2 separate regions of the Ovis aries genome follow, and region 1 is linked to region 2. Evidence: chromatin contacts called from public Hi-C data. All regions are on one chromosome and are shown on one strand. Each heading gives the region's core, a stretch centred on a gene start, on an enhancer-like site or on the middle of the called end of the contact. The rest is flanking DNA. Distances are from core to core; before and after follow the strand shown.

Region 1 (2,700 bases), core at 175-2,674, 33 kb after region 2:
GCAGAAAAATGGGGCCTCAAAATAAGCTTTAAATTGAACTTTTTGACCTCTTTGGAGAGAGTAAAATTCAGAACCCACTGTAATGATAATCAGAACGTTCCTCAGGTAGTATCAAGGTTCCTGTCTGAGCGTTTTTCAAGCAATGATAACACAGCCTGTAAGGAGAGCAATTATGCTCCCAGGGTCCAGCTTTGTTTCCCTGAGGCAGCGTCCTCCTGAGCTGTGTGGAGGTCCACGCTGGTTTGCTCTGGTCATTTGAGAGAGCATCCTGAAACCCGGAGCAGCAACTGAGGCTTTATGTAGAAATTAGGAACAGACATAGGAGGGAGGGACTAGACTGTGGAGAAACAGAGGGGCTAGGAGAGGATTCGGGAAGACAAGGCTGCGTGACATTTCCATTTGGCTCTGTTCACCATCTATTAACACCAAGAAGGAAGAGGGGACTAGAGGCAGAAGTAGGCGTTGTAGTTCAGTCAGAAGAAATTGCTAGCCCGGGAGGCTTTTCGGTGTCTTAATGACTGCGAGGCTCCAAATGCATGAGCAATCGTAGGGGGTGGTGGACAGGTGGTGGGGAGAAGGGACTCCCCCCTCGCCCTGCCGCCTCCCCAAGGGAAAATATTCCGTGACAGCAGGGCCAATGAATCAGCCATGCGGCATGCTAGACCACCAGCATGGTGGTTCCGATCCACTCCAGCCAAATATCAGAACAGGTTCTCCCCGGAGCAGCAGAAGGTACACCTGTGAAATTACAGCGTGGCCTCCACTCAGGAAGACACCCTGCACGTGGGGTGCAGCTCCCAGCACAGAGGGTGGCCCCACCCTGGGGCCCGTTGATGTGGCCACTCGGGAGCTGCCTTTCGCTGCATCAGGATGTCCGGGTCTGACTGGCCACCTGCTCTGCTGACTCGGTGTGCTCTCAAACATCCCCCAGCCTCACCCCAGGTCCCCAGCCACCAGGGACTCTCACAGCAGGGCGGGGGCAAGGATCAGGAGCAGGGGAGGGTCTTGGACAGGGTGATGGTCTGGTATGAAAATGTGGGTGTTTCTGTGATTTCTCTGCTGGACGCAGTCTCAGCGGCCCCGTTTCAGCAGAGGTGATGCTGTGCCCTGCCAACGTGGCCACCAGGACCTCTGGGGCTTCCGTGACACTCCAGGCCCTCCTGGGAAGGCTCTGGTTGGGAGCATTTTGAACACAGAGGGCAGAGGTGGCAGATGGAGCTGTGTTCTGGGGAAGGGAGCCGGGCCGAGGGGGAGTCTGGTGATGAAGGTAGTAAAGGGTTTTCATGGCCCTCTGAACCTTGGGGAGGGAACCTGGGTCCTCAGAGGCACCACTTGGAGGCAGGGGCGAGCTGGCCGGAGGGCAGGGCTCCCAGCCGCCAGTGGTGGGCCTGCAGGCTTTCAGAATGAGTCAGGGCCTGGCCGCTGACACTGGTATTTTCCATCCCAGGCCATATGGGCTGATTCTGAGTTTCAGAGGAAACCGCTTGGCAAGAGGCGGCCTGGGAAATCTCAAATCATATACAAATGTCTCCCGGCCCGCCCCCTGACCTCCATCTCGGGCGAACGTGAGCACACACACACCACCTCCAGCCCAGAGCACAGATGGTCATGTGAGCACACACACACCACTTCCAGGACTAGCACGAGGGAGCACGTGCCTGCACACAGCCTCCAGCCCTGTCACACGTGCCCACATGTGTCCACACACACACACAACATGCACTCACATGCCTTCCACCCCACCCTATGTATCCACTCTCCCCGCTAAACACATAAAGAAACAGGGTTTGCTCACTCATTCCTACTGTGCCAGTGTGAAAGGAAAGAGCTTGCAGAACCCATGACCAATAGGCACCTCCACTGGACCCGGGGCCCCGCCTGAGCGGCTGGGGGCAGGTGGCCGGGGGGGGGCAGGTGGCCGGGGAGGGGCAGAGCAGCAGCCCCTCGAAGAGGGTGCCAAGGGACTCCTGCAAAGCCTCTGAACTGTTCTGATGAACAAGAGCTACAGGTGGGAAAGATGGAAGGGGGACTTCCCTGGCGGTCCAGTGGTTAAGACTGCGCTTCCATGCAGGAGGTGCGGGGTCCATCCCTGGTCGGGGAACTAAGATCCTGTGTACTGTGGTATAGCCAAATGAAAGAAAAGGCGGAAGGGATGATGTAGCTGACAATGCTGGGTGACACTTTGGTTTAGAAAAAAGGCCATCGAGGGCCTTTTGGATCGGGACAAGCACAGACCTCTCCCCATCCCACCCCACACCCCGCCCCAGGACGTGACAGCAGAGTGGGTAAAGATGACTCACCTGATACCGTAACAGGGATTCCAGGGCTTTTCTGATGGGCAGGGAGGGAGAGGCCAGAGTCAGGAAAGAGGAGAAGAGGAAGATATCACAAGAGGTCCACGGGTGAGCAAGTGGGCGGTAAGCCTGGGGAGAGGCTAGGGAAAGAGGGCCTGGGGTGTGATGGCCGAGAAGCCCAAATGTCTAGGGTCCTGTATCCAGTTGTTCCTGCTCTGTGTGGGTGGTGTTCGTGACCCCAACCTTTAGTACGAGTCTGTCACACAAGCAGGTGGGGTTCTCACGTGAACAGGGTGGGGAGATGCCAAGGAGAGGAGGGCATTATGGGAAGGAGGTGCAGAAAAGCAGGCTGAGTGAGGGGCAGGGGGTCCCGAGAACCACACTTTGGAGAGAGAGTGAGTGTGAG
Region 2 (2,700 bases), core at 195-2,694:
GCGCCAGTTACTAGGCAAGAGCCACACAAGGCAGGGAGGATTCGACAGCGAGTCACCGGCTCTACCTGCCCGCATCATGCACTCTACTGTGCTTGGAGGAACACCCATCTCCTAGCGCCTGTGAGCAACTGGCCTATGGTCAGCTCTGAACCTCAGATCTCGTTGAATCAGAACCTGTGTCTTTGAGCCCATGGGCAAGTAGCTTACCCCCTCCAGCCTCAGTTCCCTCAGTTCCCTGGAAATGGGGCACATCAAATCCCAAGAAAGCTGTCTGTGGGAGTGGGTAATGAACTCCCTCCCACCGCCCTCCGCCAGCCTCTTGGCCTCACTCCTGGCAGCAGGCCCTGGCCCGGGGCCGTGGGCTCTTGGATTCAGAAGCTCTTTGCAGCTGCCCACCTCCTGCCCGCCCTGTGCCTGATCCCCGCCCCGAGCCCGCTGCCTGGCTCCGTGCTGCCACGTGTCTCGCTCCCTGGCTTCTCGGAGGGGCAGACCTTCCTCCCTTCCCCTCGGTGTGCCCCAGGATGGAGGTGGGAGACAGAGAACCCTCAGGGTCCTCCTGAACCAGCGGGTATCTTCTATAGGACCCAAACGTGCATGCTTCATAAACTGTAGAGAGCTGTGCAAGCCCAAGGCAGTTGTGGTTGGAGAATCATCACGAGTCCTGTGGCACATGTGAGCCCTTTTGTTGAAAGCTAGCCTTTTCCTTCCAACTTTCCTTGGTCCTTTCCACCCCGTCTTGTAGTATCTCCAACACTTGGAGACTCATTTTCCAAACCCAAAGGCTAGAAGTGTAACAACAATCTTCCTCACTTTATGCTGCTCAGAGAGAGTGAGTGACTAGCCCAAGGCCACACAGCGAGTCTGGGCAGACCTCTGCCTGGAGTCCAGGCTCCCTGACTCCCATTTCCTCCAAGTACCCCCTTTCTACTGCATTTCAGGTGGGAAATAAAGGGCATAGAAGTCCTGTTTGGTTTGTTTCCCAAGGTACTGGCCGTGATTCCCCTCCTGCCAGGACCATCTGTCCCCAGCAGCCTGACTCCTCACCCTGGGGCTTGCCCTGGCTCCTCAGTGGACACTTCCCTGCCTGCCCCCCCAACATTTCAGCCCTTCTCATCCCACCCACCCGCACAGCAGGGCCGATGGGGACGGTGCCCCTCGGGACAGGACTCACCGTGGCCAAGGTGCTGCCCGCTGCAGCTGCTGCTGCCACTGCCACCAGCGTCCAGGGCAGTAACCACCTCATGCCTGGAGGTCGGTGGCCAAGGCATCTACGGAGTAGCCCAGAGGATTCGGCCACTTCTCGGGGGAGTTGGACCGAGACTGACCTGGCCCATCAAAAGTGCCAGATATGCCTCTTCCCGCAGCCCTCAGGGGGTTTTATTAAAGTAAGATCTGACGTCAGGGTTAAGGACAAACCCTGCATTTTCCTCTGAAAAACTTTTCCTGTCTCTCTCTCTCTTTTTTTTTTTTTTCTTTCTTCTCTCTGTCCCCACCTCCAATCCAAGCTTGGCCAGCCTCCCCGGCTCTGACAGCTCTTAAAGGGAAAGTTACAGGGCTGTGATTTCACACCGGGGGTGGTAAAACCTCACAGAAGGAGCCGGGGTCATCCTCCCTGGGCATTTCTCAAAGGTGGGGAGGGGGAGCCAGTGGAGGGTGCTGGGTGGAGGCGGAGATCCAGTTTCAGGGCCTGGCGCTGGCAGGGGCTTTGAAAGCGTTCCCAGTGGAGAAAATCAACTCCCTCCCATTCCCTCCGGCTGCTTCTGCTTCTGGTTTGCATTTGTCGTCTTTCACGCCTCTCTCTTTCTGGCTGCAAGAAAGGAGGATGGCTTTAGTCCACTGATCTCGAAATGGTAGGAATTCACCAATGAGCTCAGAACTGGAGCCCGTCATACCATCATTACCCCCTCCACAAATTAAAGCCCTGGTTTCAATTTGTGGGCATTCCCTCCCCTGCTCTTAGCCTGAAGTCTTGCGTACTGGCGGGCTACAGTTCGTGGGGTCGCAAAGGGCCAGACATGACTGAGCGACTAACACTCACACACACACCCTTGGGTACTGGGGCTGTCTCTCTGCATCTGGGTGCTTGTTGTCCCTGGTGGGTTCGGGGTGCCTGGCTGTTATGCTCTGTAGCACACTTGCCACACCGGTAAGGGCGTCTCCTTTGGAGCCTGGTCTGCCCTCGTCCAGCCCCTTCACCCCCACGTGGACCTTAGCCACAGACTCCTGTTTGTTGGTTACTGACCACCCTTCTCAGAGCCACCAGAGCGAACCTTGGCGAATAGGACTACGGTGATGGCATTCTCCCGGTGCCAGCCTCCCTAAGCCTGCCCATTGACTTAGCATGGAATTCCCAGTCCTGGCGTGGCCTCTGGGCCAGCTGCCTCTCCGATCTCTTTTTTTCTCTTGCCTCTCTCCCTCCTCTGCTCTGCACTCAGCCTCGGTGGGCCCCATGCTGCTCGTCTCATTCCCCAGCAAACTCCCATCCCTGCACCTCAGTGGAAGCCCTCTCCCCTGCGGTTCTCATAACACTCACGCCATGTCTTCCCTTTCCCTGTAACTTGAACAAGGGGATGCTGAACCACATGTGGCTGCTTGGAAGTGGTGGCAGGTTTGTGTCTGTGGAGGGGGTTTATGACCACAGACATGACCCCGTAAGAGGTGGCTCTGATGATTTCTCCATTCATTGACCTAAGAGTGGGC

The links. A called contact is a pair of places that touch in the nucleus more often than the background predicts.
Region 1: a contact with region 2 is called in a Hi-C map of skin fibroblasts, with 2.6 times the contacts expected there. The contact joins the enhancer-like site here to the promoter of CCN4 in region 2. A contact is called at or near these places in 2 of 16 Hi-C or Micro-C datasets (skin fibroblasts and tail adipose tissue).

The regions. Positions count from the first base shown.
Region 1 is chr9:21,296,612-21,299,311 of ARS-UI_Ramb_v3.0, forward strand. No RefSeq gene overlaps it. Among named protein-coding and RNA genes, the nearest start is that of CCN4, 33 kb to the left of the region's middle. Within about 2 kb of position 1,425, at least 2 of the 54 cell types and tissues checked have an H3K27ac peak or open chromatin away from gene starts, as enhancers often do.
Region 2 is chr9:21,263,590-21,266,289 of ARS-UI_Ramb_v3.0, forward strand. It overlaps CCN4 (cellular communication network factor 4), which reads right to left and starts at 1,445. Exons shown (of 5, transcript XM_027972877.3): 1 at 1,172-1,445. The coding sequence starts at 1,243.